Regions from separate parts of the Sus scrofa genome. Here region 1 is linked to region 2. A link is a contact called in public Hi-C data. All regions are on one chromosome and are shown on one strand. Each heading gives the region's core, a stretch centred on a gene start, on an enhancer-like site or on the middle of the called end of the contact. The rest is flanking DNA. Distances are from core to core; before and after follow the strand shown.

Region 1 (6,857 bases), core at 2,344-4,843, 790 kb before region 2:
GACTTGAATAATTCTAGAACCTTCCCTTGAACTTTAAAGCTCTGGGACAGAAATAGGTGTTTTTTACCAGAACCTTGTCATTTTGTTTATACGTATTTGAACTTAAAAGAAGAGTTCAAAATGATACTTATCTTGAGGCTTTGAGGATCACTTTGGGACCAGATTTTCTTGGGCTTTTGTGATAGCTTTCCCATGGGAGGGCTTTATAGGAACCCCCCTTAGGATTTGGAAATAAGACTACCATGTTCCTTTTTTTTTTTGGCATGTGGAGGTTCCTTGGCCAGAAATCACACCTTCGCCACAGCAGCAACCCGAGCCACAGCAGTGACAACACTGGATCCTTAACCTGCTGAGCCACCAGAGAAGTCTGAGACTACATGTTTTTGATTTTTCTTGTGATGGTAGTAGTATTTCTGGCATCTTTTGATTCCTCCATATGCTTGGCCAAGACGGGATTTCATGGAGGCAGTGCTGCTCTATTTTTTAAATAATCAAATGTTAGAATTTTGCTTCTTAGAAAGTGTAGTGTATTATTTTTAAAGTGTTGGCGGGTGTGGTACTTTCAACCCTGGCCTGGTGGTGTCCTTTGCAATGGCTTCAGTATGTTTTCTGCATTTAAAATGGATAATATGGTTTAATCTCTCCATGCAATCTTTTTTTTTTTTTAATCAAATCATGACCTGTCCATTGCATATATTTGACATCACTGAAGAGAAGGCTTAAAATAAGTGGTAGTTTAATACCCTCTATTGATTTTACGTACTTCTGTAAAACTGCCACAAACCAGTATTTTTTTCTCTGGGTAATATGAATTGTCCTGGATGAAGTTCTTTTTTTTTTTCCCCCCTTTTATAATCTGGTTCTTTTCAGCCAATCTTATCTCTTCCAAAAGCAGAAAGTGACTGTTTATGGTCTGAAAAGTAGCGTAGCTGTTAGCAAAGAGAGGTCCTCTTTTGGCCTAAGGGTAAGGCAGATGAAAGCCTTTCGCTGAGCCTGCCAACATAATAAAGGCTGCCCTTCTGTGCCCAAGAACAGACAGCTCTGGTTCACAGCACTCTATCCCATTAGGCCAGACCTACATCAGGATCCCTGACAATGCAGTACTGCCGATGGTGCCTCCCAATTGATGATACCTGCGTTGTCTAATATGGTAGCCACCAGCCACATGGGACTATTACAATTTAAATTAAGTAGAATTAAGTAAAGTTAAGAAGTCATTTTCTCTTCCACAGCTCCATATGCTGGTGACTACTGTATTGATCAACATAAAGAACCTTATCACACTGTAGAAAGTTTAATTGGACAGAGCGTCATTAGAAGGAGCAAGATGAAATCTTAATTGTCATTCTAGTTGAGGAATATAAGTGAAACAACTGTTTTGACAATAGATTACTTGTAAACCTGCCCCCTCTGCATACTCTTAGTAAAGAGGTCCACATGCCCATAGGGTGGATTATAAGATCTGTGCTCTTGGAAGTAGAAAATAATTTGGAATTGGGATGATGAGTAGATTAAGTATTTTCTGATACGAAAAATGTATCTGGACTGTGAGTTTTGTATTATTTTGAGTCTAATGAGCACCTCAGATCTCTAGCTCCTCTTCCATGCACTTAGTTATCTACATTGGCCTTCAGGACTCTGTCATTCTTTTCCTTTAGCCCTGTCCTGCTTTATTTTATGGTGGTCCTTGTGAGATGGATGATTGTGAGCTAGTTTAAGAGAAATATTCAGAGAGTATAAATTACCTGCATATTTTCCTACCTGTTAAATATTAATATCAATAGCTACTATTATTTATTATGTATTAGTCACTGCTGTCATTTTATGGATTTTATTATTATTATTTTTTATTTTTTTGTCTTTTTAGGGCTGCACTCATGGCATATGGAAGTTCCCAGGCCAGGGGTGGAATTGGAGCTGCAGCTGCCAGCCTACAGCACAGCCACAGCAATGCTGGATCCGAGCTGGATCTGCAACCTACACCACAACTCATGGCCACACCAGATCCTTAAGTCACTGAGAGGGGCCAGGGTTCGAACCTGCATTCTCATGGATACTGGTCAGGTTTGTTACTGCTGATCCACAATGGGAACTCCTGTTATCCTTATATTATATTGAGGACTTTAAAGCACAGAGAACTTAGGTTATATACCTGATGTCATACACGTTGGTGGAGCTAGGATAGAACCGTAGAAAGATGGATTCCAGGATGTCTGCCCTTTTCCAGTATTTTATGAAATACTCTCAAATCATCAAGAATGGATGATGTTTCAAAATCTTGAAAGGTGTTAAATCTCCAGAAGTAGTCAGTTTCAATGTTAAACATTAGACTCAAGCAGATAGGGAGTTTGAGGTCAAAATATTCCTCTAAACCTAGCCTTCCTGGCAAGTTTTTCTACTTGTCTTTTTGCCTCCACTACCATCTGCCTCCAAGACGGCATTGAGAAGAGCATCCTTCTGTAATCAATAGCCCTGTGGATTCATTCAGTCTTCTTTTTAGACTCTGTTCATTCTATTGTGTAGCCTCTGAACTGTGCAGCTTTTCTTAACCCTGAACATGGTGATTGAACATCTATTCTAGCGCTGCAGTATCTTAAGCAGTGGGAGCTATAACGGTGACTACACCCTACATTTCTAACAAAGACTTTTTTTTAGAAGTCTTAGCTCATCTCCTTTCTCTTATAGATGAGGACATGGAGGACTTTTCAGCAATTGGATCTGGGTTAGAACCTATCTTCTAGAGCTCCACTCCACTCCTTGCTGCTGCACCTTTTCAACCTTTCTCTCTGTTTACCTCCTATAACTTGAGTTTTAAGGGGGAAGGGGATAGAACTAAACATATGTAAAATATTAATGATCATTTCCTTAGATGTCTTAAATTTTTTTTTGACTTAGAAGCAGGGTGGCAAAGGGACATACAAGCTGTCTCTTGCTTTTTTTTTTTTTTTTTTTTTTTTTTTGTCTTTTTAGGGCCTCACCTGAGATATATGGAGTTTCCCAGGCTAGGGGTCGAATTGGAGCTGTAGCTGCTGGCCTACACCACAGCCGCAGCAACACCAGATCTGAGCCACATCTGCAACCTATACCACAGCACATGGCCATGCCAGATCCTTATTCCACTGAACAAGGCCAGGAATCAAACCTGTGTCCTCATGGATGCTAGTCAGATTTGCTTCCACTGAGCCACGATGGGAACTCCATCTCTTGCTTTTTCATGATTTCTCCTCTAATTGGCAGGAAGTAAACTGGTGTGTTTGCCTTTAATTGAAGAGACTATCACATTTGCCCTTGACATGAATTATTTCTGGTTTCTCTAAAAGTGGGACATTCTTCCTTTTGGGAAAGGTTTTGCCTTCAGATGTGTTCTAAACAAACTTATGAGTTGTGGAAAACCAAAGAGGTGATTGATTATGCCTGTTTTCCTCTTTAACAAAACTGTTATGAATATTGCATTTGCATTTCTTAAAACCTGCATCCATTTGCATATTTCACTACAAAGTTGTGACATGGTGAATGCTGGCTGTCTCTGTCCCCCTCTCTTAAGGAACTAGGGGTAGTCTCTGGGGAAAATTGTGCAAGTGGGTGCACGTATTGGCACATATGCCAGAAAGACATTTCTCTTTTTAGGCCGGACAGTGTTATTTCTGGACTCCTCTTTGAGTGGGTGAAGTCTTCCCTGACAAACCTTACAAGTTTAACTGCAAAACCAGCCAGGGATCAACTCCTGACATTGCAGTCCATGTGTATACAGAGTAGCAGGACTATGGTGTCTTTTGAGTGGAACACCTTTGGCTTTTGTGGGGTTTTTTTAAACCTTCAACTTTCTGTAAGCCCCTCAGCTAGTCTCCTGGGTGCATATTCCACCAGCCTGGGTTTCTCTGGGAAGTGCCTTGTCTCCTCTCTACATTTTTAAAAAAGCAATTTATAATAGGAAACCCAGGGGGAGGGGCAGGAGCACTTCACTCAGGAGACTGTTGATGCTCTGTCTCCTGCAAGCAGCCTGGCATGCCTGTGCTGTCAGGAAAGGTCATCTGACTCAGCCACCGAAGGCTGGTGAGGCTGCCTGTGACCAAAATAACCCAGCTGGTTTTGTCAGGCATGTGACCTGGGTGGTGTTAGAAGATGGCAAGGTTTACACAAGACCTCTTCAGTTATTTTTGCTCACTTCAGCTTTTCGTTAAAACAAATATATTCATTATCACGACTTCAATTAAGTTATTTTTGTTAAGTTTATATTATGGTTTATATTATTTATATATTTGCTGATGAATAATTTATATTACATGATATTTGATGCATACAAGTATTATATACATGAAACCTGTGTGGGTTATGATACACAATCATAAATGGAACACCTGTGAGCCCACGTAAGGTAAGGATTAGAGGTCTGCTTATTCTCATTTTCATCTGCCTGCCTTTCCTTCAGAAAGAGCCACTATCAGGAATATTGTGGCTATCAATCCTTTTCAAAGTCATAAGGAATATGTCCATAGGGAAAATGATTTTCCAAGGTGACAGCCCAAGATTTTTTGTTTGGAAGAGACAGCATTGGGAACTGTGACTTCTGTGTTCCGTCCTGGGGCCTGGCATATGCCCTATCTCCTTAGGAAGTTAACTAGAGGAAAAGATTAGGGGTACATCTGCCATCCTGCCAAGGAAACATGTATTGTTTCTGATTGGTGGATGAGGAAAGGCGAAGACCACAGATTAAATAATATTAACAAATTTTGTCTTTAATGTTTATTGTGAAGGATAATGGACATAGACATTAGTAAACAGAGGAGTTAATGAGCCCATCTCCCGTGACTATTGTCATGATCACTCCTGCTTCATATCTTCTTGTGTTATTTTGAAACAATATTATACAATATTATAATTGAAACAATGATATCCCTCAGGAGCCTACATTAGGATGCTCAATATAAGACAGTAGGCACAATAAGTGAAATACATAGCATATTGTATATTAATAAATGTTGAGATAAAACACGGAAAAGGATTTGAAATATCAAAAGGAGAAACTGAGAAGTTCCCATTGTGGTGCAGGGGAAATGAATCCGACTAGTATCCCTGAGGATGTGAGTTCGATCCCTGGCCTCATTAAGTGAGTCGGGGATCCAGCACTGCCCAGCGTAAGCTGTGGTGTAGGTCGCAGATGTGGTTTGGATCCCTCCTTGCTGTGGCTGTGGTGTAGGCTGGTGACTACAGCTCCAATTGGATTCCCAGCCTGGGAACTTCCATATGCCTCGGGTGCAGCCCTAAAAAGCAAAAAAAAAAAAAAAAAAAAGGGAGAAACTGAAATTTGTGATGGCGTGGTCAGTAACAAGAGGCCTCACTGAGATGACTTTTGAGTAGAGACCTTGACAAGTAAGGACACTGGCTCTGCAGCTTCCTGAGGGGGACAGGCTGGGTGGAAGGAGGAGCAGGTGGAAGGCCCAGGTGGTGCTTTCCTGGTGGGCTTGAAGGCTGGGGAGGACAAGCTCCCCTTTCTGCAGTGCAAGGCGGTGGGCCAGGGAGTCAGGCGTGAGGGTCAATGTCTTGACAAGTAATGGCAATATCCTCCTCTAAGCCTGTGTGAAGAATGATCTCTACTTTTAATTCACTTTGTAATAGTCCCCAAGGTGATTAGGCCTAAATGTGACTTTAAAACTCCGAGGTGAATGGAGAATGTGATATGGGGATTGGCATCTCCTGGCTTTTGGGGCTCTTTGACTCTGTTTGGAGAACTGTGTTGTAATCTCATGAATTACCTTTGCTGAGGTAATCAAACTGGTAATTAGCTCACTTTACACTGGAAGGTGGGAACACAATGGGTTTTAACCACTCAACTTAATTCAGTGGATCCTGTGAACATTTGTTCTCTATCAAGCAGCACAATTAGTGTACGGTGTTTTCGAGACTGGTTGTCTTCTGTCCTGCTTTAGAAAAAATGAACCTGCCCAAGAGATAAACATAATTCCTTTAATCTTAAATTGCTTTTATTCTTAATCTTAGATTGCTACTGCCCCCCCCCCTTTTGTCTTTTTTGCCTTTTCTGGGGCTGCTCCCGTGGCGTGTGGAGGTTCCCAGGCTCAGGGTCAAATCAGAGCTGTAGCTGCCGTCCTACGCCAGAGCCACAGCAACGCGGAATCCGAGCCCCGAGCCGCGTCTGCAACCTACACCACAGCTCACGGCAACGCCAGATCCTTAACCCACTGAGCAAGGGCAGAGACGGAACCCTCAACCTCATGGTTCCTAGTCGGATTCATTAACCACTGAGCCACAATGGGAACTCCAACTTCCTTTTGATATTATAGAGAAACTCATATTTTCCCAAGAGACAGTAAAAAGAATAAAAAATAGGTATAAAGAGGAAAAACTCTAGTTGTGAAAAACTTCATTAGACCAATTCATTGTCAGGCACACACATCCATACACAGGCAGCTACTGCTCACATAAGCGTGGAATTCATTCACATGTGCAAGTCTCTGATTGACATGTAGAGACATGATATTTATGAGAACTTGGCTGAAATGTCAAATTTGACACTCACTGTGTGAAGCATAATATGGTAAATGCCCTTCAGTGCACTTTAAGTATTTATTGGGTAATGCTCACTGCTTCTCTTAGTTAGCTGGAAGAACAAAGATAGCAAGAACCTGTTTAATCCAATCTTCTTTACTTCACTCACATGGACCAGTTGAGTTGAACATTCAACACAAGTTCTTAAAAAAAAAAAAAGCTGGTAAGATAGCTATTGGATATAATACAAAAAGGCCTCTTCCTACCAAGGCCCCATGAATCCTTGGAACTTGACATCCTGAGGCATAAAGTCACCTTCCCAATTGTTAACTTTTGGGAAGGATGTGCCAAGC
Region 2 (6,463 bases), core at 3,889-6,388:
ACTGTGGCTCAGTGGGTTAAGGACCCAACTAGTATCCATGAGGATTTGGGCTTGATCCCGGCCTTGTTCAGTGAGTTAAGGATCCCACGTTGTTGTAGCCGTGACGTAGGTTGGCACCTATAGCTCTGATTCAACCCCTAGCTCAGGAATTCCCATATACCACAGGTGCTTGGCCCTAAAAAAGCAAAAAGTAGAAGAGGAAGAAGAAGATGGGGGGGGGAGGAGGGGGGAAGGGAAGGAGGGGGAGGGGAGGGGGGGGAAGAAGAGGAAGAAGAAGAGGAGGAAGAGGAATAAGAAGAAGGAGGGGAAGGAAGGAGGAAGGTGGAAGGAAGGAAGGAAGGAAGAAAGAGAGAGAGAGAGAAAGAAAGAGGAATCTTACTGAAATGCTTCATGGGCACCAGGGCCAAAGGATGATCTGGGTGCAAGTAGATCTAGTGATTCACAGATCTTCACTTTAGTGCCCTGCTGGTGTATTTCCTTGATATTTACATGAGCATGTTTCCATGTATGTTATTTTACAGTAAGCATAGTAGTGAAGTGCACTGATTGTGTTTAAATATACGTATAGATGTAACTTATTAATGTTACTCATACTCATAAAGAAATGTTTCCTATTTTAAAATCTGAGACAAATTGTGATTGAATTATTTGTTTTCAAGGTAATTACTCCTGCCCTACAATGGAAGGAGTGACTTGATGTTTGAATAGGCACTTCAACCCATTTATACCTCAGATTACTCAACTGTGAAATGGGAATGACAATAATCTTATTACTTTACGGGATTGTTGTGAGCACTAAACAAGTTAATAGATGTCAGAATGTAAGAGTGTTTGGTGTATAGTAAAAGCCTTTTTTTTTTTAGGCCCACACCTGTAGCATATGGAAGTTCCCAGGCTAGGGGTTGAATCCGAGCTGCAGCTGCCAGCCTACACCACAGCAACATGGGATCAGAGCTCTGTCTGAGACCTACACCGCAGCTTGCAGCAACACCAAATCCTTAATCCACTGAGTGAGACCAGGGATCAAACATGCATGGATACTAGTTGGGTTCGTAACCTGCTGATCCACAACAGGAACTCTGTAAAAACCTTTTCAACATTAGCCTTAAAAGGGAAAAACATCAACCTGTAAATTAGATGGTAGTATTTTTAAGACTCCACAGCAAATGCTTACTTAAGCCTTGCCTTTTTACTTTTGTTGGTTGTCTTTGTCTTTCCATATAGCCGTATTATTATGAACAATTGTTCTTTTCTTAAAAATGAATCAAATGATTTTCCCATTGGTTACTGATAATAATCGTCACTGTATAAGCATCTACTACAACCCTTAGATGTGTTATCTGCATCTTACAGAAGAAACTGAGACTAAGTACCAAAGCCATTGTAGCAGATGAAAGATGTCACTACTTTGACATCCGCCTATTGAGAGATGGGACTTATTTCCCCTCCTCTTGAAGCTGCACTGGGCGATGACTGCCTTGGCCAACTGAGAACAGCAGAGGTGATGCTATGCTGGCTGCAGCCTTAGCTTTCCCCCATCTGAGAAATAAGAATCTTAACAATAGCTGCCAGGCCGCCTCACAGAGTTATGAAGATCAGATGAGTTAACAGATGTGAATGTGTTTTGTAAAGTAGAAAGCACGACACATACTATCATTTGTACAAGCTAATCACATTCTATATTTTACGGAACAATTAAAAAGGAAGAAACTCATTTCACTCTTGTCTTGCTCCTTCTTTAGCTTCTGCTAGTATGGGCCTGCTTCTTGGGAGAAAATGTGGTTTGTCAGAAAGAGCATCAGACAATCTTGTCTCAAATGTAGGCTTTTCTAATTGCTAAGTTTTATCCTTTTAAGCCCCAATTTTCTTTCTTGAAGAATAATGAAACCTTCTTTATAGGGTGGATGAAATTTGAGATTATATAAAGTACACACTGCAGCACACCTCTCCACTCGTGGGAAACAATTGAAGGGTTGGTTTTTTTATTTTTTTTGTTTGTTTGTTTTAATTTGGCCACATTGTACTACAGCTTGATATGGGGTCTAAGTTCCCAGAATAGGGAAGGAACCAGGGCTGCAGGGGTGAAACAGGCAAGTCCTAACCACTGCCTAGGGAAATTAGACACCACCAGGGAACTTCGCAACAAGTGAGTTCTTAAAATATATGCATAGGAGTTCCCGTTATGGTGCGTGGAAACTAATCCGACTAGGAACCATAAGGTTGTGGGTTCAACCCCTAGCCTCCCTCAGTGGGTTAGGATCCAGTGTTGCTGTGAGCTGTGGTGTAGGTCGCAGACGCAGCTCTGATCCTGCATTGCTGTGGGTATGGTGTAGGCTGGCAGCTGTAGCTCCGATTGGATCCCTAGCCTGGGAGCCTCCATATGCCGCCAGTGCGGCCCTAAAAAAATAAAATTAAATAAATAAATAAAATATATGCATAAACAAATGTGAGCCAAGAAAATTTTTTACAAAACAGTTTAGCCAAAGACATTCCTCCAGGACTTCCCTTTGTGACTCAGCAGGCTTCTGTTGTGGCTCTGAAAGTACATCAAGTATCTGACATTTTCACTGTGAGGATGTGGGTTTGATCCCTGGCCTTGCTCAGTGGGTTAAGATGCAGCCTAGGTCACAGATGCAGCTGGGACCCAGTGTTGCTATGCCATAGGCCTGCAGCTGCAGCTCTAATTCGACCCCTAGCCTGAGAAGTTTCATATGCCACACAAGCAGCCAGTAAAAAAAAAAACAAGGAGTTCCCATTGTGGCTCAGTGGTTAACGAATGTGACTAGGAACCATGAGGTTGCAGGTTCGATCCCTGGCCTTGCTCAGTGGGTTAAGGATCCGGCATTGCTGTATCTGTGGTGTAGGTCGAAGATGAGGCTCGGATCCTGCATTGCTGTGGCTCTGGTGTAGGTCGGAAGCTATAGCTCCGATTTGACCCCTAGCCTGGGAACCTCCATATGCCACGGGAGCAGCCCAAGAAATGGCAAAAAAAAAAAAAAAAAAAAAACCCATATTCCACCAATACACAGTTTAGGTGGAAAACTTCCTGAAAAAATCAAGTCAACTTATAAACACTCAGCCCAAAAGGAATCTGCTTAATAATTACCAGGGAGATACCAACAATGTGACATTAGTTTCTTCTGCGTCAGGAGATAGGGAGCAAAGAATATGGAGGCATGGCTCTACTTTGACAGTAGAACAGAAAGAAGGGGTGTATCACTCGGATGTTTGTTTTCCAGAACTTGTTGACTGATTTGGTGTGACCAAATTCCATCTCATTCACTCACAGTTAGAACCTGAGGAGCCAGCCTTCATTATCCTAAAAACTCTGCTAGAAAACAACACTGCACTTAGTGAGATCACATCCCCACCCACTTTACAATTAAGCACTTCACAGTGGAGTGATTAGGTGACCTTGCTCCAGCAGAGATATTTAAGTGTACATTTCCGAGGCCCAATGATGCTCTGCGTGTGACATGCATAGACACAACCCCAGATCTGAGGGTTCAGCTCTACAGAGAGTTTCTAACTCTCTCAGGGAAAGATGCACCTAGTGTTTGATATATTATTGATGAATGCCCTAATAAAGTATAATTCAGTATATTGATTAGGCCTATTTCAAGAAGAAAGCTTATTATTCTTTCTAATCTGATGTCCCCACACCTTGTGCTGGAGGAAATTTTTTTCACTCTCATAACAACAAAGCACTCTGCTGAGTGATGTGACATTTTGGTTAAAAAAAAAAAAAAAAGATAAAATTGACCCTCCATTCACCCCAAGTTTCTTCATCAAGAGTATAAAAAATATGCCACCCATAAATAAAACTGAATTTTGAAAGCATTTTATATTCTATATGAGAGAAGTTTTTCAAACCAAATGGGGGGAAATGCCACTGATAATTTAAGCTCCCAGATAATAAAAGGAGTATTGAGCCTCATTCTTCTAGGACAGATTCAATGCCTTAAAGCAGAGTTTCTCATGAATTAATGGCAATGCTAGGTCATTGTAAAGACTTTTCCATGTGTCCCAGCCTCTGTCATCTGCCTCCTCTTTTTCCACTTCTCTTTCAACCAAACAAAATTCCATTTCAATTTTCAGGCATATTTTCCAGATATCCTTAACCCCAATATTTCTTCATGAAGCCTGAAATTACAGCTTTAACAATTTATCCTTTGCTTCAAAACATCCCCCCTCCAGGCTGGGAAACTTAAAATCCTTCATGAAAAGAGACTGACTATGTGAGGGAAAGAGAAAAGAAGGGTAAGGAAAAGATACAAGAAAGAAATTAAGCAGCATATTAGCCTCCCAGTCTGTGGCAGGGCTGAGCCAGTCCCAACACTCCTAAGTCTCAAATCTCCCACTCTGGCCTTGCCTTCCCCTCCTCCAGGCCACCCCATGGTCATGACTAAACAGGTCAGCTGCTATCTTTGTATGGTGACAGATGGTTACTAGACTTACCATGGTGATGATTTTGAAATGTATAGAAGATCAAATCACTACATTGTACACCAGAAATAACATAATGTTGCAGGTCAATTATACTTCAAAAACAAACTAAATCATAGAAAAAGCTCAGATTTATGGTTACATAGTCAGGGGATGAGGGGAAGAGGAATTGGGTGAAGGGGTCAAAAGCTACAAACGTCTAGGAGTTCCATTGTGGCTCAGCAGGTTAAGAACACAACATAGAATCCTTGAGGATGGAGGTTCAATTCCTGGCCTCACTCGGTGGGTTAAGGATCCCGCATTGCTGGATCCAGTGGGTTCAAGCTGTGGCACAGGTTATAGATGCTGCTTAGATCTGGCATTGCAGCAGCTGTGGCGCAGGCCTCAGCTGCAGCTCCAATTTAACCCCTAGCCTGGGACTTTCCATATGCCACAGCTGTGGCCATAAAAAGAAAAAAGCTGCAAACTTCCAGATATAAGATAAATAAATACCAGAGGTGTGATGTACAATATGATTAATATAACTAACGGCTGTATGTTGTATATGAAAGTTGTTAAAAGAGTAAATTCTCCCTCTTGGAATGGCTATCATCAAAAACACAAGAGACAAGTGTCAGTGAGAATGCAGAGAAAAGGGAACCCTGGTGCACTTTGATGGGAGTGCAAATTGGTTTAGTCACTTTGGAAACAGCATGGAGGTTCCTCAAAAGATTAAGAAATAGAACGACCACATGATCCAGCAATTCCACTTCTGCTCTGCCTATGAAACAAAATCACTATATCAAAAAAGTAGCTGTACGCCCATGTTCATTGCAGAATTACTTCAATAGCCCAGACATGAAAACAACTTTTGGCCACCAATGGATGCATAGTGAAGAAAATGTAGTATATATACAAGGGAATATTATTCTGCCACAATAAAGGATTTTCTGCTATTTGCATCATGAACAGACCCTGAGGGAATTGTGCTAAGTGAAATAAGTCAGACAGAGAGAGTTAGAACTGTTTTGCTCTCACTTAAAAGTCAAATCTGAAAAACTCAACTCGCAAATACAGAGAACAAATTGATGGTTCCCAGAGGTGGGAGGTAGGAAGTGTGTGAAATGGGTGAAGGTGATAAAAAAGGTACAAAGTTCCAGTTACAATATAATTCATGGGCATGTAACCTTCTCTATGGTGACTATAGTTAAAAATGCAGCATTATATATTTGAAAGTTGTTAAGAAAGCAAATCTTGGAGTTCCCATTGTGGCGCAGCAGAAACGAATCTGACTAGGAAACATGAGGTTGCAAGTTTGATCCCTGGCCTCGCTCAGTGGGTTAAGGATCTGGCGTTGCCTTGAGCTGTGGTGTATAGACCACAGACATGGCTCAGATCTAATGTTGCTGTGTTTGTGGCGCAGGCTGGCAGCTGTAGCTCCCATTCAACCCCTAGCCTGGGAACCTCCATATGCCATGGATGTGGCCCTAAAAAGACCAAAAAAAAAAAAGAGAGAGAGAGAGTAAATTCTAGCATTGTCATTACAAGAAAAAAAATATGTTTTCTTATTCTTTTATTTTTTATCCATATGAGTGATGGATATTCACTTATTGTGATAATCATTTCATAACATATATAAATCAAATAATCATGTGTACATCTTAAATTATACAGTGCCTTATGTCAATTATATCTTAATAAAACTGGAAGAAAAAAGGATTTAAAAATTAAAAAGTCATTGGAGTTCCCTTAGTGGCTCAGTGGTTAACAAGCCTGACTAGGATCCATGAGGATATGGGTTCAATCCCTGGCTTCGTTCAGTGGGATAAGGATCCGGCATTGCCAGGAGCTGTGGGCAAAGTGGCTCGGATCCTGTGTTGCTATGGCTGTGATGTAGGCCGGCAGCTGCAGCTCTGATTCAACCCCTAGCCTGGGAACTTCCATCTTCTGCATGTATGGCCCTAAAAAGACCAAAAAGAAAAAAGAAAAAGAAAAAAGAAAAGAAAATGAGAGCATGAGTTATGAAAGAAAAACTACC

The links. A called contact is a pair of places that touch in the nucleus more often than the background predicts.
Region 1: a Hi-C map of alveolar macrophages shows a contact between it and region 2, with 4 times the contacts expected there. The contact joins two enhancer-like sites. A contact is called at or near these places in 14 of 47 Hi-C or Micro-C datasets (alveolar macrophages, brain, embryonic fibroblasts and 9 more) and 1 of 2 datasets of contacts at active chromatin or transcription factors (alveolar macrophages).

Annotation. Positions count from the first base shown.
Region 1 is chr16:26,616,502-26,623,358 of Sscrofa11.1, reverse strand. All of the region lies in intron 7 of OXCT1 (3-oxoacid CoA-transferase 1), which reads left to right. Among named protein-coding and RNA genes, the nearest start is that of OXCT1, 40 kb to the left of the region's middle. Within about 2 kb of position 3,593, at least 12 of the 83 cell types and tissues checked have an H3K27ac peak or open chromatin away from gene starts, as enhancers often do. A contact at or near this core is called in alveolar macrophages, where this site is marked.
Region 2 is chr16:25,827,071-25,833,533 of Sscrofa11.1, reverse strand. No RefSeq gene overlaps it. Among named protein-coding and RNA genes, the nearest start is that of C7, 17 kb to the left of the region's middle. Within about 2 kb of position 5,138, at least 1 of the 83 cell types and tissues checked has an H3K27ac peak or open chromatin away from gene starts, as enhancers often do. A contact at or near this core is called in alveolar macrophages, where this site is marked.